2 separate regions of the Pan troglodytes genome follow, and region 2 is linked to region 1. Evidence: chromatin contacts called from public HiChIP or PLAC-seq data. All regions are on one chromosome and are shown on one strand. The core of a region is the stretch at or near the end of the contact, and the rest is flanking DNA. Distances in the headings are between cores, read along the strand shown.

Region 1 (3,831 bases), core at 1,028-3,527:
ATGTTCTCTGAGACTGTGGAGGAACGCGAATTCTGTGAGGGGAGAACAGAAGAAGAGCGCCAGGCACAGCAGCTTGAGGTGCTCAGAGGGCAGAGGAGAAAGACAGTGTGCTCTGGTCATCAGGGCGGTTTCCCAGGTGTGTGTAAATATATATACACCAGATATATATATTTCCCAGGTGTGTGTAAATACATACACACGCATATATATATGTATATATATATCTGGTCACCAGGGTGGTTTCCCATGTGTGTTTGGGGTTGAGGGGTGGGGTAGCCCACTGCTGCCAGGAGGTCCCAGGGCCTGAAGCCCAAGAGAGACCACGGAGTCTGAGAGCAGAAGCAGGAAGGCAGGGCTGGAAGGGAGCCAGCCCACAAGGGCCCCAGGAGTGGCTTGCTGGGGGCCAGTCAGGCATCCTTGGCAGAGCGTTCCTGTGAACGGTCTCAGACACAGGAGGGGCAGAAATTGAAGAAGGAGGCGAGGAGGAGGGAACAGTTCTTTTAAGAATGGGGAGATCTGAGCAGAGAAAAGAACATATTGAGACACAAACAGGAGATCGGTGGGGTAACCTCAGGAAAGGCAGAAGACAGGACTAAGCAAAAAGGTTCCACATCCATCTCCACAGTGGAAGACCGAGAGAAGAGAACAGGTGAAAAGACAGAAACGAGGAGGAGCATACGCCGCTGATGGTGCCAGCAGGGTTCTGCCAAGATTCCCTGAGTCCTCTCCACTGGGTAAGAGGAAGGGTGTCTGCTGGAAATGAGAGAGCCAGAGGTGGGTCTGAATGTTGGGGAGAGGAGTGGAGCAAGTGTGGAACAGCTCTGGGGGGCTTCTCACATGTAATGTGTGTACAGGTCTTGGGAAATCGCAGGTTCTGATTCAGCAGGTCCTGGCAGGGCCTAAGAGTCTGCATTCCTCACCAGCTCCCAGGTGATGTCAATGCTGCTGGTCCGGGGACCACACTGTGAGAAGCAAGATTTAGAGAGGCAGATCAGGAGATGGAGAAAGAGACTGGCTTAAGAATTGTCTTAAGGAGAGACCCATGTTTGATAATCCCACCTAGGGTAAAAGCTGAGACCTGAAGGAGTCCCGGTGGGAATGGCAGCCCCCTGTGGGTGATGGGGAGAGGCATAGAGAGAAGGGGTGGTAAAGAGACCAGGAAAGGATGCGAGAGGGCCTCTGTGATGGTAGGAGAACCAGCAGTGCCCCCAGGACGCCTCATCTGGGCCAATGTGCGACAGAACACTAACTCACACTTGGAGGCCCCCCAGAAGAGGATGGGAGTGAGTTGGAGCAGGAAGGTGTTATTGCAGGGGTGTCTGAGCGTGAACATGGCAGGCAGGGCAGGTGGCTCCCATGCTGTTCTGCAGGAAAGTGCTGGACTCAGTCTGGGCTTGCTCAAAGCCTGGCCAGGACAACGTGGGGAGAGGGGCAGAAATGTCTCTGCCCCACGGTCAAGGGCCAGGCGACTTCTGTGCCAGGAACTAATAAAAAAAAGGAATGGGATCTGAGACGGGACGCGGCTGGGGAGAAACAGGAGGTGAGCTGGGCTCTGAGCCTACCTGTCCAACTTGCAATCAGAAATCAGGAGGTTCCTGAAAGGCACAGATGGAAACTGAAAATGCTTTAGGCTTAGGTAACCCAGCATCAGGAATAGGGATGGTTGGATGCAGGGACCTCGCCCAGCTTGTCTGGGGCCGCAGCCTACGGCAGAGACGTTTCAGTCCTTAGCTGGGGTGAAAGTGAGGTCAGGGTCGCCGGGGAAATGCGGAAGTACAGTCACGCGGGAGAAAAACGTCAAGAGCGAAAGCTCGGAGGCGTCAAAATGAGCAGCAAGTCCAGGCACAAGGCGTCGGGCGCGGAGAGTACGGCGGGTGCCGGGGGAGGGAGATGAGGCCGCGAAGACGCCGGGGCTTCGTCCGGCGGCGACGGGGAGGCCGCGGAGGTTCCCGAGCGCAGCGGGGCGCGCACCTCCCGCTCGGGCCGGGCTCCCTCGCCGCGCGGCCCCAGATCCTCCCTGCGCGGGTTTCCGTGGCCCCAGCCGGGCTCTTCCGTTCCCTCCCGCGGCCGCGACCAGGCCGCAGCCCCCAGCCCAGGCGACCGACTCGCCAGGGTCCGCCCCGCCGCCGCGGCCCGGGCCCGGCCGCTCCTCCCCCGATGATGTCACGTCCCCGGCCGCCCCTCGGCCGGCCGCGCCGCCCCGCCCCCGCCTCCCCCGGGCCCCCGTCCCCTGGGCCCGCCCGCTCCCGACATCCCTCCTCCCGCCTGCGCTCCCTCCCTTCGGCTACCGCTCCCCCGGGAGCGGCGGCGGCGGCGGCGGCGGCGGGATGGCCCGGGCCCGAGGCCAGGCCCCGGGGAGCGGCGGGCGGCGGCGGCCGCGGCGGGGCGGCGCGGGAACCGGGCCCCGGGGGGAGTCGGCCGGGCTGCTGCTGCTGCTGCTCCAGGTGCTGCCGCCCGGGGCTACGGCAGGGCCGGGACGCCGGGGCACGCGGGGCGCTGGCGGCGGCGGCGTCTGCTGGCCCGGCGCGGCCCCAGCCTTTCCCCGGGACGCGCGGCTGCTGCTGCTCCTGCCGCCGCTGCCGCCACTGTCGCCGCCGCCGCCGAGCTCCGCGCCCGCAGCCTCCGCCTCCCGGATGGTAATCAGCGCCCCGCGCTGGCGCCGCGGGCGGGCGGGAGGTGGGGGCGCCGAGGGGGAAAGGGCGGGCAGCCCCGCGCCCCCGCCTTGCCCGAGGCAGCTCCCGGGGCGCTCGGGCCCCCCCCTCCGACGACCGCGGCCCCGGGCAGCCGCCAGAGCGCGCCTCTGGGGCGCCTCCGCGCGGACCGGGTGCGGGCTCCGCTCCCCGCCCTCCCCGCCCCGCTCGCAGTCTGCCCGCCAGCGCTCAGGCCGCGGGGGAATCCCTCCATCTCCCCGCCCAGCGCCCCAGGAGGGGAGGGGACAGCGCCGGCGCCCGCGGACCCGCTTTCTCCGAGGGAGCGCCCAAGAGGCGAGCGCGCACTGAGCCACCCGGACTCGGCGCTGCGCTGCTGGAGGCGCCTGGTGCCGTCGGGTCGGGCTGAGCTAGACGCCCGCAGCCTCAGCGGGACCGGATCCGGGGCGGCGGGGGCGCTCACTCACCGCGCGCCCTCATGTTCCCTGCGCAGGACGCTCTGCCCCGCAGCGGGCTGAACCTGAAGGAGGAGCCGCTGCTGCCCGCCGGCCTGGGCTCAGTGCGCTCCTGGATGCAGGGCGCGGGCATCCTGGACGCCAGCACCGCGGCGCAGAGGTAAGCGCTCGACCGGACCCGGTGCGCTCGTGTTGGACGGCTCCGCGCCGCCTCAGCTCAGCTTGCTGGAGCTGCTGGAGCCAGGGGCGGAAGGAGCCCTAACTCTGGACGGTCCCGGCGAGCTCCCCCGCCCACCCCGTCCGGAGTGCCTGTGCTGCCTCCTGAGGTTGTGGGGCGGGCTGGGGCGGGGCTTCTGCCTCCACTCCGGGCTGCCCCGGTAGATTTCTGACGGCCGCTCGCGGGTGCGGCGGTGAACGCCACCCCAGCCGGGCTGTCTATGGCTCTGAGAGAAGAGGCAGAGCTCCGAGCCATGACCCACAGCCACCGGCCGTCTAGGAACGTCCAGCCCCTCCTTCCTGGGCAGTCCCAGTGACTCTCCTTGTCCAATTCCGCAGCTCTCTGTCAGGAAAGGCACGAAACCCAGCCCCCTTTTTCCTTTCCCACGCCCCTCAGAGTTGGAGGATGGGGGTGTGCAGAGCCAGAGAAGCGGCTGGGGGCTGGACAGTGGCGAAGAGATGAGGTGGGCAGTCGGCCTGGCTGGACTGATTGGCCTGGGAACTGGGCAGGG
Region 2 (3,592 bases), core at 525-3,024, 160 kb after region 1:
AAGTAAGCTGGTGGGGTTTGGTTCTAGAGCATAGGGCTGCTATCCCAGCTACTGTGGTACCTCTGCGTTTGCAGTCATTACTTGTTAGGGGTTTTCACACTTTGACTTCCCGCTTTTCGCTTTTCCATTCGGTGTTGGGGGATAGATTGAGTTTGGACTTAAGGGGATATGTGAATGTTGGGCGTGGGGAAGGATCCACCCTCACTGGGGTCTGAGCGTTAGGAGAGTAGGCGTGTGGACTCTGGGCCTTTGGGCTGGAGTGTCTATTGGTCAGAGGTGTCGGGTTCGGCCATTTCACCCACACCTCTAGGCAGGCCCTGCTGAGAGGGAGAGAGAGTCACAACTCCCACTCAAGGAGAGACTTCCCTGATGGGGAGGGGACGGCCTGAGGCCCGCCCCACCCATATTCCCAGGCCCTGGCTCTGGTTAGCATGGACTAACTTATTCCACAATACGGAGGAGTGGGGCACAGAGTCCTAAACTGGCGCCCCAACAGAAGGCAGTGGTGGGGACCGGAGATTGTAGGACTGGAGATGGTAGGGGCTGCTGATGTGAGCCCCTTTTGCGCCGCAGTGTTCCCTGCCATGAAGAGTTGCCGCCGGTCACAACCCTTCCCCGGGGGCGCCCCGAATGTGGGACTCCTTCCGGCCTGGGGTGCGTGAGGGGGACTCAGGGTTTGCCCGGTCTGGAGGAGAGACTCGCCGCCACCTACCCCGGGAACCGCAGACTCTGGGTCTGGGATAAAGCGTCCCCTACCCGCAAGCTCGGTTTGTGCGCTACTGTGCAATCTGTCTTTTGCCTGCAGACGCCCAGCCGCTCGCCCTGCGCGGGTCTCGGAATGTCCAGGGGTCCCTACTGGGGATCACAACCCGGCGAAATGTCGCATTTGCCACCACCTATCACGACTGCGTAATCGGCTTTCAGCCGCAGACGCTCAGGTCCTGCAGCACCCGCGGGGATCCGTGTAGGAACCTGCTGCCACTGGATGGACTGAGCGATTGCTTCGCGGGTGTCACGCACCAGACGCCGTGCCGGGAGCGCCGGGAAGGGGCTACGCGCCCCAACCCCGGCCGGGGGAGGGCGCACTCTGGCTCCTCTCTGCGTTTTGAGCTTCCCCTCCCCCGCCAGGCGTATCGCAAAAGGCACCCCCATCGCAGAGCACCATGTGTTGTGCTTCTACTCAGCTCGGTGGCGAGCGGGGCCCCAGCATGCGCATCTGGAAAGCGGGGGAGATTACCCTGGAGCTCGGGTGGGGACGGCGTGGGCTGATTTGATGTAAGACGACACCCACGGAGCCAGACCCGTTCTAGGGACTTGGCAGGTTCCTCTCCCTCCCCAGTGAGATCCGTCGTTCTTTGCAGCAATTAGGGGAGGGAAAAAAAGACCCACAGTATCACGTTTGGAGAGGGTTAGGAAGATGGCTCTCGAGTTTCAGGCCGCCCTGGTGGCTAGACATTGGTGTAGTTTGTGCCTGGCCTCGGTTTCCTGATCTGTAAACTGGGAAGAAGGCCCAAGTCATGAGGCCTGTGACTGTAGAATGGCTGAAGGCACTGGTGCACTCGCAGCCGGTCCTTCCGGGGTCCAGCTTCCCGAAGGACTGGGCAGCCCCGGGGCGAACCCCTATGGAGCTACGAGGAGACCGTGCGACCGGGTTCGGCGCCCCAGCCGGCAAGTGAGCGCCCAGCGGAGCGCAAGGGCGGGGCCCGCGCGGGCCGGAGACGCCCGTTCGCTGTCGGCCAACCAGCGCCTGTCTCTGAACAGCCAATGAACACGCGCCTTACAGCCAAGGCCGGGTCGGGAGCGAGGCTGCGGCGAGTGCGGCGCTGACAGAGACGCGCGCGCGCGCGATCGCGCTCGGACCCCGGCCGCTGCCGCCATCACTGTCGCCCGCCCAGTCGCCCCTCAGCCGCTTCCCCTCGCTATGGAGGCGAGGCCGCCGCCGCCGCCGCGGGGCTCGGAGCCGCGGGCCGGGCGGCGGCCCTGAGGGCTAGTGGCGGCCCGAAACGCCGCCGCGGAGCCGAGGCGGAGCCGCTGTCCTCGTCCCCAGCGGTCCCGCCCAACGCCCGACTCTGTGAGTGTTCGCGGCCGCAGCGCCCGGGTGGGCTCCGGAAGGGGGAGCGGCTCCCGGGGGCGGTGGGAGGGGTCCCGGGCCACAGCCCGGAGCCCGGAGCCCGGAGCCCGAAGCCCGAAGCCCTAAGCCCTAAGCCCTAAGCCATCTTTTCCGGGTAGAAGCCTGCGGGCGCCTGCAGTTTGATTGTGCATCCTTGCGGGTCCGTCGCGGGGAGGGGGTCCCCGGAAACGTGCCGGCCCGAGTGCCGACCCCTCGCGACTGCCCAGGAACTTTGCATGCGTCCTTCTGGGACCAGGCCAGGGCACTGCCAGAGTTCATTCTCAGAGAAGAAACTTAGAACGGCGAGAACAGAATTTGCTCAGGTCCATTTAATGGGAGGAAAGAGGAAAACTCTTGGCATGAGAAAATTTGCTTTTGCAGTGACCAACTTTTCTTTCCCTTCAAGTCCACCTCCCTCGGTGCCCCGGCCCGTCTCCCAGGCCCCTCTCCTTGCCGCCCTCTCCCAACTGTTGAGGCTGTTTAAGAAGGGAAATAAGGGCTGAGAGCTGCCCAGAATTCAGAATAGGCCAATTGAGAACGCAGGTCCCCTCCCTTTTTACTTTCGGTAAATAAAAAAAATTTTTTGAAAAAATTAGTTACTAATTATATCTCCTGAAGATTAAAAAAAAATAGCAGAGCAGAGTCCTGTCTTGAGGGTTTCGTTTTTATTTTTGAGATCACTGATGATATTTGTAAGACAGGAAAAGAAGAATGTGCAAATCCACCCTCTGCAGGGTGAACGCCATCAGAAGCCTTTGCTCAGGAGAGGGATTCCGGCTCTAGAACCAGTCACATCACCCTGGAGATGGCTTCGTTTGCCACCTGCTAGCTGTGCAGGCAGCCTGAGAAACAGAAGATGGTGGGCGAGAGGAGGACTGACTAGGAAAGGGCGAACATCTTCCTGCCTGGCCACTCCTTTCAGAAACAGATCTGATGCTGTCACTTGTTTACTTAAAAACTCCCTCGCTTTTCTTTTTCCCATGGGATGAATGAAGCCTAAAATGCCTTATCAGGTCATACAAAGCCCTTGACAATCTTGCCTCAATTTACTCCTTTACTTTTAGCCTAATCTGATCCTCCAATTCTCCTTCCCCTCATCCCGCTTGCTGGCTAGTATTCAGAGCTGCTTGACTGCCCGCTCACATGTTGGGATGTTTTTGTTTTATGTGATCCTCTTTCTTCCCCACCTTTACCTGCCAAGCTCCACTTTTTCTTTTAAAGTTCTTCTCATTTGAGAAGCTTCTTGCGGGCAGGAGCTGTGTCTTGCCCACCTTTCTATCTCCCATGGTGGGAGAATTCCTCCAAGTTGTCTTGTAGATTCTTTCCAATCTCTTCTCTCTTATGCCTAGGCTCTGTTTATTTCCCGGTATCCACTTCCCAAGAGATTTTTTCGTGTTTTGAAGGCCTGCTTGGAGTACATGCCCAGGACTGTTAGTATTTCTGATTCCCCGCTTCCCCATGTCCATCCCACCCAGCCCCCAT

Evidence for each region. HiChIP or PLAC-seq counts read pairs in DNA pulled down with a chosen protein or histone mark.
Region 2: an H3K4me3 HiChIP or PLAC-seq map of stem cell-derived excitatory neurons shows a contact between it and region 1, with 3 times the contacts expected there. The contact joins the promoter of PTPRA here to the promoter of EBF4 in region 1. A contact is called at or near these places in 1 of 7 Hi-C or Micro-C datasets (induced pluripotent stem cells) and 1 of 1 datasets of contacts at active chromatin or transcription factors (stem cell-derived excitatory neurons).

What each region holds. Positions count from the first base shown.
Region 1 is chr21:9,323,035-9,326,865 of NHGRI_mPanTro3-v2.0_pri, forward strand. It overlaps EBF4 (EBF family member 4), which reads left to right and starts at 2,278. Exons shown (of 17, transcript XM_054674381.2): 1 at 2,278-2,636; 2 at 3,142-3,263. The coding sequence starts at 2,328.
Region 2 is chr21:9,486,181-9,489,772 of NHGRI_mPanTro3-v2.0_pri, forward strand. It overlaps PTPRA (protein tyrosine phosphatase receptor type A), which reads left to right and starts at 1,775. Exons shown (of 22, transcript XM_063803252.1): 1 at 1,775-2,071.